2 separate regions of the Oryzias latipes genome follow, and region 2 is linked to region 1. A link is a contact called in public Hi-C data. All regions are on one chromosome and are shown on one strand. The core of a region is the stretch at or near the end of the contact, and the rest is flanking DNA. Distances in the headings are between cores, read along the strand shown.

Region 1 (6,229 bases), core at 2,714-5,213:
CATTTGCTTCTTCTGGCTGCACAAGGTCATATCTACTTGTGCATGCACCAGGCAGAAAAAATATCTTGCTCAACTTTCTTTCCCTGGTTAGCAGTGGTCTTTGACCAAGATCCATTTCATCTTACTCAGTTAGGCTTCTGGCTTTCACATCACTAAGAGTATGGGAGGGGATGTTTGACCTTTCTCAGTGCACAATCTGCAAAGTGATATGTGATTCAAATGTGTCAGAGAGGAGAGAAATGGAGAGGGGGGAGAAGCTCAAAGTGAAGGAAAGGAAGCAAATTACCGGCAGGGGCGGGCCATTAAGATGGGAGGTGACTCCTGTAGGGGATATCTCGCATTTTGGCAACTTGTAACATTAATTCACCCAGTTATATCTCCTTTGATCAAACAACATGTCAATCAATGCCCAGATAATTATTATGAATGGCATTTTATGTCTCGAAGGAAGTCGTGCAGCATCAAAGGGTGGTGCTGGCTCAATTAAAAAAATGTTTGTTTTGTAATATTTATTAAAGCTGCACATAGCAACAGTTGAATGTCTATTGGGTTGCCATCTGGGGAATCAAAAAAAATACAACAACTTGCAAGTATTTACAATTTTTCTTATAAGGTGGCAGCTCTGCATGTGCACATTTCACACTACCTTGTTATTGCCTTGTAAGGCCAGATGACACAAATTCCTAAAGGGTAATTCAAAGGTTCGTTTAACTGGAATCCATTTCAGAGGAAATACTAGACATGTCCCATCCAAAGCTTCACAGAGATGCTTCCAAACTAAGCCGGAGATGCATGATAGACGGTTCTGATTAGCATTCAGGGTCCACAGTAAGTGAGATGCCAATTATCCGCTGGGTCATTACCACTCTTTAGAGGGGTTGGATTGGCAAAATGGTTTTGGGAGGAAAAGGCTCACATTTTCACGGCAGATCCAGTTTTTCTTTTTTGAGCAAAACAAATAAAACCAGTTTCCTCGGAGAAAGGCAGCAAAAGCATAACAGAAGGGAAAGCAAAAATACAAAAAAAGAGGACCATTTTTTTTTATCAGGTTCTAAAACATAAGACATTGTTAGTAGAAGGAAGTGCCTCTGAATTTTAAACATTCACCTCAAAACACTGCTGAATCAAAAAAATAATAATAATAACAATTAAAAAAGGGGTGAAACTGTTTTAAAAAATCGGATTATTGTTGAGATCCAATTTTAAGTGCTCATTTGTTTTGCTGGCAGATGGCTCTGTATTACAAGCAGCAGGATTCAGCTCAAGTGATTACAACCCAACTTGTGTTTTTCTCTGAGTCAGCTGATTACAGAGACTGAGTGGGGAAAAGGGAAGAAAAATAAGTGTTCAGGACAATTGTTTCATTTATTTTCTTGTTTAATTGCTTTGTAAATTGGTGCAGAAATCTTATTTTTTGTTGTTTTTCTTACATGTGTACTGTGGCATGAACTCTGTTACTGACGTGAATTATTGTTTCTTCTCCTGAAAACAGTGAGAACGCATAAATAAAGATACAAATATTGGTTCATTTATATTATAACAGATTTTTTATGCTATAAATTGCGTAACTTACAAACTTATGAAAAAATGTCGAGCTTTTAGTTGGGCTTGCAGCTAACTTCTTCTCTTTCCTGACGCAAGTTGATTTTTCCAACCTTCATCTCTGCAGACTTTTATTGAATTAAAACACATAAAAATTACCTGTTTGACCTTGCACTTTGATGAATGCGAAAGAAACACACTTATTCCTTGTGTTATTCATGAGGCCAATTCAACAGCCTGGACAAGTCAATAAGTCAGTGTGAGAATCAAACCAAGTTGAATAGGGGGGTCGACTGCACCTGGTACACAAGGAATCACAAGGCCTTAGATGCAGGCACTTCCCTTTAGCTCTCTCCTCTGTGCGAGATTGTGGGAGGTGCACCGCAAGACCTAATGCATATATTAGCATTCTACATTATTCATCGCTTGTCAGTAGCTTGACTGGCAGAAACATTAGCTGCAACCGGTTCAAACCAGCAAAATAAATAAATAAATAACATTTAAAAAATAGTAAAACTGGGTCAGTTCAGACTCCAACTGCAGCTGGTTATTTTAGCCCCTCTGGTGCCTGATACCAGAGTTGTGCCGCATTCAGCTTGTTTGTAAAGACAAAATCCATAAGGTTTCAATGAGCCGTGACAGAAACTCTGCATCACTTGTGGAGAATTTTGATAGAACTAGTAATCGATGTGAGGGTCTTAAGAATTCCGTCAGAGGTTTTTGGAGCTTTGAAAATGTTCCTTTTCTGCTTTCCTAATTACGACATCCTTATGCTCACACACTCACCTTGTAGACCAGGCAAGTTTTCAAATCTCTGTAGGTAAACTTGTTGTGGAGGGAAAAAAAATATTAAACAAACTAGACACATGTACACACTCCCAGGGAGGAAGTAAAAGCAAGTGATGAGTTACTAATGACTCCAGCTGGCCACCAGAGCAAGAAGGTGTTTCACCAGCGCTGACAGTTATGTTGTCACTTTCCCATGTACCTCAGGGTGTCAGACTTTAAAACGAAGTGACAGATCACTCCTAAAGCTGCTCTCTCCCAGCTAAGGATGCTGAAGGCTGGATCTAGAGACAAAAAGGTCAGGCCACATAGGCTGGTTGTGCTAATGGACTGCTGACCGGGCAATAAGCCACCATCTCAAGAGACATTTGCAGCTGAGTTCTCACCTCAGTGATGCTCACATGTCCTCACATTATAGAGTGAGGCTCACACTCACTTTAGTTATCTAAATTCTTGCATGCTTCCACTAAATGAGTCGCTCTTTATGCCATTTAATGCGCCGTCCTCCTGAGGTGATGCTGAGGAGAGCTCTATTTCTTTTTTCCACTGAAAAATTAAATGTTTGAGCTTGAAGCTTGGTTGAGGCGTTTGTCAAGCTCCACCTCAAGATGGCAGTGTTTACCACGACAGACTTCCACCATAGCAACAGTAGCACAGCCAGGGTAAGCTGTGGATTTGAACTGAGAGGGGTCTTTTTCTCAACCGAAATGAAATAATGAGAGAAAAGCAGTTTGGGATGAAGTGATAGTGACAGATCTCAATGGATGATTTCAGTTTCCTCTGCCAAATGAACCCTTCCATCCTCACCTCTTATGGTGTCATGAGCTCCGGCTGCTTTTAAACTTTTAAAGGAGGATCCATCCTAGAATAGCATCCCAGCATCAGAGCATCAAGCATAGAAATTAATGCAATTTGTCTAATACTCAAAGAGCGTGCACTGTGAGCCACTATGACTTTGATGACTCGGATAGCTGTCAAGGTTATTTGTTATGGACAAGTGCTGACGACTGGCTGCGGGGTGCTAAATGTGGTATGTAGGGTGTGAATATGCACTTCGTGCAAAGATGCTTAGACAATGGTTTCTCTGTGCCGACTGCAGTTATAAGTGACTCTGCACAAAGATTGTGTTGTGTGTTATTTTTTTTTATTCTTAGCCAGATTCCAGAGAACACTTAAAGCATCTTTTTTTCTTATTTTCATTTATTTTGTCTGCACTTACTATTACATCCAACCTGACAACTGGCTAACAGGTTATATGTTTGATATGTCCTTTGGAGCCAATGTTTCCCTGTTTTTGCACACAGAAAACAAAACAACACAACAACACAGAGAATAATAACCTTTTTAATTATTATTTTACACTATCATCATCACAACAGCGTCATCATCATCATGAGCAGCGGCAGCATCCTCACCCCCCCCCCGCCCCCCTCCAGCCTTAGGGTTTTGGTTAAGCGCGTGCAGCCTGCAGCATCTCCATGGAGCATCACACAGCGGACGACCCTCCGGATTGCGTTAAATGACGTGACCGCGGGCCAATCCCGAGTCCGCTCGCTTAGACGACGCAATTGAAAGAGATGGGCGGTGTCCAATGACGAGGGTTGGCGGGGTGGAGGGGTGAGAGAGGAGGAGGAGGAGGGGTGGGGGCGCTGGAGTGGTATACTTCACCACCCCTCCTGTGGGTTTGCAAAGAGTTCGTGCGCGATATTCAGCTCTGGGAGCGCGAGGGGTGAGGAGGACCGGCGCATCCACTCAGCGAATCGGTGTGACTCTGAAGTGCCGTCTTTATTTTTATTTCATTTTGGCATTTCCATGTGGGATTGACTCCGAAGTAATAACCTTTACTTAATTTTTTTTCTCCTTTTAAAAAAAATCCAGTTTGCATCTGGCGATTACTGATGAAGCTTGTTGAAGTTGAAACATGACGGGACACGCGTGTCTCTTTTTGCATTCACCTCGTCGGCGCCTTCACCTTCACAGGTAGCAAGGGGAGAAGATTTTATTTTTTAATATAGAAAAAAAAAACAGCTTTGAAATTCTTGCTCTTTTTATTTTCATATATTTTATGGGACAGTCTGAGAGATGAACACTGATTTTGGGAGCCGTTTTTAATGGAAAAGACCGCAAATCATTCACTGACCACCTTGCTGTGTCTGCTCGCCGCGCGGCGCTGATCACCGCAATCCCCGCAGGTCGCGCAGTCGGGTCCCCTGTCCGTTCCTAAACTTCAACGGGGAACTGCGACACGGGCTATGTCGCTTCTGGCTGACCCCTTTCTGTGCGATCAGCATCTTATATCCCAGACCTTTTCTTCAGTCTGATTAGTCTTACGGACCAGTTATTGCATTATCCCTCCACCTCCTCCTCCTCCTCCTCTTCCCTTGGACCCAGACGCAGATCAGACAGAGGAGGATCTCTCCAGCACTAAACTCTGGCACACAGCGGCGCGCGGGATGAGAAGACTATGAGCTGACACACTCCAGTTTTTCTCCTTCGCTGCAACGGATTTGGGTATGTAGGATAAGAATAGGTCTCAGTTGCCCACTGAATTTAACATCTGACTGAGCGTACTTTGTATGCTTCATTCATGCGCATTGATTCGTTAAGCAGCCCACACACGGCTTAAGCTCTTTAAATTTGACAATTTAAGTGTGAAATTAATAAGAACGTGTAATGTGTTGTGAAGTTTGGCTGCCTGCGGGGTTTAGAAATTCTCAGTGACCATAAAATGTGGAGGATTGGGGGGGATGTGAAGGTGTGTGTGTGTGTGTAGGGGGGGCATAACAAGGGCAGCTGCTGTTGCTTTTTAAGAATGCTATTTATTAAAGCAGGTAGTAATATTTCAAATGGGGTTCAACTCTAAAGTTTTTTGACTGCTGATTGAATTGTTGTGCATGTTAAAGTTACTTAGGAGAAACTCTTGTTATTTATTCATAGGTGTGCACGTGGACGATTCCTGTCATCGCCTGTTACAGCAGTGCTTACAAAAATTTGCTAAGCTGAGCTGTAAAAAGGCTGGAAACTATATCATGGATCTGAAAGACTTTTACCTGTTGGGCTCCCTGCTTGCCTGCATATGGTTAGATCCATCCATAGCTCAAGAGCTGATCTACCCAATCAGAGAGGAGCTGCAAGAAAATGTCCTAATTGGAAATATACCAAAGGACCTAAACATTTCCCATACAAGTGCTGCAACTGGAGCAAGTGCTAATCTAGTGTACCGGCTCGTCTCGAAAGCAGGAGATAGCCCGCTGGTGCGCGTTCTGGGCAACACTGGAGAAATATTTACCACGTCAAACAGAATTGACAGAGAAAAGTTGTGCCCTGGTTCCTCGTTTGAGGATGCAGAGTGCTCCTTTGAAATAGAAGTGGTCGTCCTGCCTAATGATTATTTTAGGCTGATAAAGATTAAAATAATCGTGAAAGACACAAACGACAATGCCCCCATGTTCCCATCCCCAGTGATCAACATCTCCATCCCGGAGAACACCCTCATTAACAGCCGCTTTGCTATTCCGTCTGCCACTGACCCAGACACCGGCCCCAACAGTGTCCACAAATACGAGCTGATCAACGGGCAAAGCGCCTTTGGCTTAGATATAGTCGAAACGCCTGAGGGGGAGAAGTGGCCCCAGCTCATTGTGCAGCAAAATCTGGACAGAGAGCAGAAGGACACGTATGTGATGAAAATTAAAGTCGAGGATGGTGGCAGTCCACAGAAATCCAGCACTGCCATTCTTCAGGTTACTGTAACAGATGTCAATGATAACAAGCCAGTGTTTAGAGAGAATCAGATAGAAGTGCACATACCAGAAAACTCTCCTATTGGCACATCTGTTGTTCAGCTCCAGGCTACTGATGCAGATATAGGGCCAAACGCAGAGATCCATTATGTATTTGG
Region 2 (6,229 bases), core at 2,087-4,586, 130 kb after region 1:
ATAGTATAACCAGTGATTATCATTGCATGATAACAACAATCACTCTCAAATGTAATATTTGCCTCATGACAAAAAATTTACATCTAGCAGTAAATCATAATTTCAGCAATGACCATGTGCTTCATTTCTTCACTGAGAAAATTCCAGCAATAAAGCACTTTGCCATAAGTGTTTACGCTAAAAACAACAACATGTAATAATAGAATTAAGATGATGAGCACACCTGAAAAACAGCCATCCAAACTATGATTGGTGTTTTATTTACATTTATATGTTTTTTTTCCATACAGTCATCTGTGTTATGAGCATTTTCCAAGATTTAGTAACTGAATTTAGCTTAACTTACAGGAACCCGTGTGAGGGCAATACAAGTTATTCTCCAGAATTTATTGTTGAATAAAATAATAAAAAACAATAATAAAAAAAAACTTCAACAATCACATCGGCACTAGATACAATCAGGTCTAGATGCATCATCTTGTCCTCATTAGGTTCATGTCTGTAAAAATGTCCAGCTCTCTTTTTATCCTCTTACCCTCAACACTTGTTTGCAAGATGTCAACACAGGTTTTCATGCAGTTTTTAGCTCTCCAGCTATTGTTCAAGTCACAATCCTAAAAAACAGGATTACAGACTTGATGATCATACTGTAAAAAAGTACAAAGTTGTTGTATTTTTATTCAAAAGTGTTTCTTGAGTAATAGAAAAGTAAATGTGGTTATAAAAAGACAAGCATGAGGTGTGTTTTTGCTGTTTTAAAACATGCCATATTTTCCACACTGTAGGGCGCACTGGATCATAAGGCGCACCGTCAATGAATGGTCTACTTTCGAACTAATGTCATAAGGCACACCATACTATAAGGAGCTTTGAGGAAGAGGAAACAATCAGAGATACGCCCGTCAGTCAGTCAGACTTTATATGTTCATAGCAACTCCAGAACTTGTTTGTACGAAATGACATGTGACGTTAGAAGCGAGGAGTACATTGAAGTATTGGAGTATTCACAATAACTGTAACTCAAAACCGTGTTTGCAAATTTAAGAAAAACAAACGGATACAGTTAAAACAAGCATTACTGTGACTGCAGTAACTCCAAGCCTTGTTAATAACACAAAATAACAGACTGATACAACTAAAACAAACATTCCTGTGACCATACTAACTACCAACTATGCTAGTTACACAGAAAAAAACGCAGTCTGACACAACTACACGTTGGCCATGTTAGCGTATCTATAAAACAACCAACCTCGTTTGCAGCCTGTAAAAAAAACAGATTGACATTTAAACAATGCGCTGTTTACCTTAGAAAATTGTTTTGACATCAGTAAGCACAACCAGGATTAATCCATATACATGGAGCTCAGGATTATTCAGAGCACTGTCGTTTTTTTGTAAAATAATTAAGACTTTTGACCCTTGTGCCATCTTAGATGACCCCACCCTTGCATTGACGTGTTCTCCATACCATGAAAAAGGTGGATAAAGGTGGAAAGAGTTCATGTAATCCATGGACACCAGTGAAGATCACAAATCATTGAAGAAAAAAGTTTCAGCGCACTGTCTAGTGGGGTCTAGATGACCCAACTCCCAATGTTAAAGTGCCTAGGATAGCACAAGGGTTATAACAGACTTATATTGTGGAAAATATGGTGGATTTTGCTTGTAAGGGGATTCATTTGCAAATTGTAGTATTATTTTTTTGTATGCTGTGTTAGATTGATAAATCACAATGACATTTTATAACAGGGGCGTGAGATAATGACTAATTTCTCTAAAAATATTGTAAGTATCTTTGGGGTTTACTACATGTTTTTTATATATTGTAAGTCAGTTTTCAAACTGCCTTATAGTGAAAATCCTGATAGGATCTGTTTTTCTGCCAAATACAAAAAATCAAATAATACAAAAATGATGCTATCTTTTTTCTCAGCTGAAGTTAATGTTAGCTCTTGAAGTGCTGTCAACACGTCTTTCAATCAGACTTTCAGGAGAAAGAGGGTTCCATGGTGAGACAGAGATAGGCACGAGTCTCAGATGTGTGTTCTCATATTAAGCCCGACTGAGGACGAGGCGACTTGTCAGATCAGGTCACTTTAATTGATTTATCTGCTTGGCACAGCTGTGTGCACAGTACAATCTATCTTGTTTTAGAATGCAATTTAACCAGTTGCATCACAACAGGTCTCTGACAAAAAATCAATACTCTGCAGAGTAGATAGATGGATATAAAGATATGAAGATAGATAGGCAAAGAGAATGATGGAAAGACATATAGATAGAAATAATACCAGTTTGTGATTCTAAATTCATTCTTTTTGGAGAGCTCTTTCCTTTTACTCTGTGACCTGAATGCACTGAACCTTTTAGCCTACTGTTTGTCAAGGTCAAATCACTTTTTCTGATTGGGAATTCTTTACTCCTGCTTGCACATCCTTCTGCTCAAATAACATTGGGTGTCCTTCGTTCAGCCATTTTTACAAACCTAACAAACAAGAGAGAAACAGATTTGTTGCCATAGACAGGGTTTTACAAAATCGTATGTGTGTTTGTGTGAAGACCTTGTCTGAATGCTAATATTGATACAGTTCAACATTTTAACATACTAGAGATTGGATAACATCAGCAAGGTATATTATTTCATATGAATATTTTTCAAAAGGCAAGCAGTGGATTCTTTTCAGTCTTAAAACCCTACTAAAGTGTTCATTATGCTTTGTGCTTATAGTGCCCACAAGCAACTGCACAAATGGTAACAGAGCTTTGTTTGTGTTCAGTTCTGCTAGCAAGCTTGCTCAGCTTTGTGCACCTATACTGCAACTAACCACTGACCTCTGAAGGGAGCTATCTGACTGTTTTGTTTTACTTCATGTACCTAGCTTTTTCCTCTAAACATCCTGAAGCACTGCAAAACATATTCTACATCCAAATTACTTTTTTATTATTTTGTCAAAAAGCTTAATAAATCAAATTTTCTCCATGGGAGATTATTTTTGTTTCTTGTTATCATGAGCTTGAGTTTCAATTCTCATTGCATGCAGTTTCATTAAAGGTATTCATGTTGGAGAACAGGATAAGTGGGTTGATCCGCCAAACAATTTTGTACAGCCTTTGTCTCGGGATGATTAGGTAATCAATAGCATAATGGAAATTACCATTTCACATATGGGACAGATGGCTGGATGAAAAAAGAAACATTTTTTTTTTCTTTTTGACATTTCAGCTCAGATTTTATACTTTTCTTGTAATTTCCCAGGAGGTAAGTAGGCCCATCAGTGTCCAGCTTAGTCTTCTCATTTGTTGAACAGATAGGGTGCTTTCTCCTTTGTTCCCTCAGCACAATAGATAAGCTTCTGGCTTTTTGTCCCTCTGGGCTTTGTGATTCACTTGAAGAGAGTCAGAACAGACACCTCCAGCAATGGTGAGGGCGTAACATGTCTGTGAAAACCAAACACACTCTCGGCAGAAGTCATCCTTGCTTTAGCTGATCAAACTGCTCAAAAGATGTATCACTGCCTGAATGCAACATGAGTTCAGTACATTGATCAGACACTGAGTTAAGATGAAGAATACGGTGATAACTGGGTGTTTCACAGACAGTCTTTTTTATTGATGTGAGCATAGTTTGTTTCCTTGAAATGTAATTTCACACAAAAACACAGTGGCTTCGCTTGGATTCTAGACTTTCTATAATAAAGTCTGCAAAATCTTCCCATTGACCGCAACAGTCAATAAAGTATGATGTTTAAAGCAAAGCAATGTTGTTATTTATTTTATTATATATTTTTTGGTTACTCTGTCTTTGAAATAATAAAAGCAGAATTAAAGAAAAACTACAGCCTAAATAAACGGTTGAAGAATCAGTCTTAATATAACAATAAATTGCAGTGGCTCACCAGGCGAAATGAAAGAAAAGGCATAGGTTTGAAAATCCCCGGCTTGTTTGTCCGCCTGAGTGGCCTTAATTTGGTTGTATCACATGTATGCCTTGTGGTTGATACTGAGCAAGATGAATCATTGTAAAATATGAACCAGATCAGCTGCTTGTTTCCTGAAGGTAAAAGCTTGCACAACGGCTGGTAAATACGCAGAAGAGAGCCTGTCCTCTAAAATAATAAAGGAAGGAATTGTTGGGAAGGCTAGACGCTTTACATTCCCTAGCTTTTCTCTTTTTATTCATTTTCGAATATTCAGCTTGTTTGTGTGAGTATGTATAAAGATTTTAGTTTTTTTTTCCTTTTTCTTATGTCTTCCCGTTATTCTGACAGCGTGTCGTTGGCTGACTTTAAAACCTCTCATTTTGCCAGCCCTTAATCTCCTGCCAGTCATCTAGATCATCTAAAAGTGCTGAAAATCTAACCCCCCATCCATGGTGTCTGAAATCACAGCAAGATCTTTGCAGTTGTAGCACATTTCTGAAGCCAACTAATACCCTGAGAACAATCTGCAGGTTTCTGATAATGGCTTGTAAAATCTTTCATCTTGACATAAGCTGGCATATGCTGAGTGGCTCCACATGTTTATCTTAAAGCAACAAAAGCAGGACCAAAACATGTAAGGTAATCACTTCAAAGACCTCTATGCTTGACTCCAGTGTTAGATCCTGCTTTCTTTCTAATCAGCTGCTGACCGTGTGGGCATTACGTGCATCTGAAATTAGTTTACGAAATCTTGCTGCCGTATGTTGGGGGAAGCAAATTGGGTCTTTGAAAACCCTGTGGAAGAAAAAAAAAAGCTTTATGGAGCAAGGCCTAAATTAAACCGACCTTTGATGATTGTCTCTTGAATAACCAGCTGAGTACTGCCTGGGATAATGATACAAAACCGATCCATAATATATACGCTCACCACAGAATCCTACTAATTAAAAACACCAGGACTAGACTGAGACACACTTGTTAAGGTGGATTTAGTTTCTGTTCTTTTTTTAAAAAAACTTTTTTGAAATCTGTACCACCAAAGCATCTGAGAGAAAAGAGAACCTGACCTTTAGTCTTTTTTTCTTCAACCTTTGTTCAGATGTTGCCAGGCAAAATCTGCAAATGAATACTATTCCAGGAAACAGTAAAGACAACAGAATTTCAAAAACAAGTATTTCCTTCCTGAAACTCTTGATCAAGGGGATGGGGGGTTTTGGGTAGGGAGGAGGACTGAAAGACAGAAGCTAAGAAAGGGCATGAACCTCCCCTGTTGAGTAATGAAATTAAATGACAGCTCTTGAGTGAGGAAGAGACGCTGCAAGAAAGAGTGCACGAGAAAGAGAGTAGAGGGGGGGTGTTGACGAGTAGGGGCTCGGGGGTGGGTGGGGGGATTTTGTCCAGCCAGGAAATTGAAGCCATCACAAGCAAATTGAGTTCAGGTCCTCTTGGTGGGCAAGAGCAGACCAATCAATTTGGCCTAGTACTCAGTGCCTGTCAAGCTCACAGAAGGACACCTTGGCATCCAATAATAGGAGCACAGTAAACAACTGAGCCCTGCCTCTGTTAGTCTCAGCTACAGTAAAATCTAGCTATCCATACTTATTTCTCCTCGAGGGAAATAAATGTATGACAGTGCTCTGCTGCGGTACAGTGTGAGCCACAGACGCTGATGCATTAGACGGCGTTATGTGGACATCAGTTAATGGCTTCCACATTAAAGGCTGGACCACTTCCTCTCCCCATGGTGCCTGTACATAAAGAAACATGACTTTTCATCTTATTAAAACAAATAAATACTTCTTCTGAATGCCTTAACTTTACCAAGGAGACAAATAAGGTAAATGAAAACAAGACATAACCTCTGCTAGGACATAAATGCCATCAAGTGTCTCTAGCTAGGAACCACATTTTAATGAGCCTTATTTGGCCTTTCCCTTTTGCTAATCTTTGGACAGTGACACAACATTCTTGCTAATTATCTCGATTACACAGCAGGAACGCACTACATCGCAGTTCTGAGGCAAGAGTCGACGAGGGGTGGAATCATACAACCCTAAAGGTCTAATTATCTCTGTTGGTTCCCAATTAATCCATTAAGTTGTTTTGGCTCAGCTGCAAGACTTCAGGCATCATTTTATGTACTAATACGTTGCAGCATCACACACCCACTGTATGAACTTTTCTTTTGTGAACGTTTTCTGTTAATAGGAGCGAACCATGCTTCCCTTTACCTGCAGCATGTCATAAAAGATAAATACCTTCCACTCTTTCCATGGCACATTCATCTCCCTAAAAATCCCTTTGAC

The links. Hi-C and Micro-C count contacts between places; a contact is called where the count stands out from the background.
Region 2: a Hi-C map of embryo shows a contact between it and region 1, with 2.5 times the contacts expected there. The contact joins the enhancer-like site here to the promoter of pcdh9 in region 1. A contact is called at or near these places in 3 of 5 Hi-C or Micro-C datasets (embryo and gastrula embryo).

What each region holds. Positions count from the first base shown.
Region 1 is chr3:15,025,709-15,031,937 of ASM223467v1, forward strand. It overlaps pcdh9 (protocadherin-9), which reads left to right and starts at 3,964. Exons shown (of 4, transcript XM_020712961.2): 1 at 3,964-4,839; 2 at 5,266-6,229. The coding sequence starts at 5,358.
Region 2 is chr3:15,151,440-15,157,668 of ASM223467v1, forward strand. All of the region lies in intron 2 of pcdh9 (protocadherin-9), which reads left to right. Among protein-coding and RNA genes, the nearest start is that of LOC110017366, 31 kb to the left of the region's middle. Within about 2 kb of position 3,337, at least 2 of the 8 cell types and tissues checked have an H3K27ac peak or open chromatin away from gene starts, as enhancers often do. A contact at or near this core is called in embryo and gastrula embryo, where this site is marked.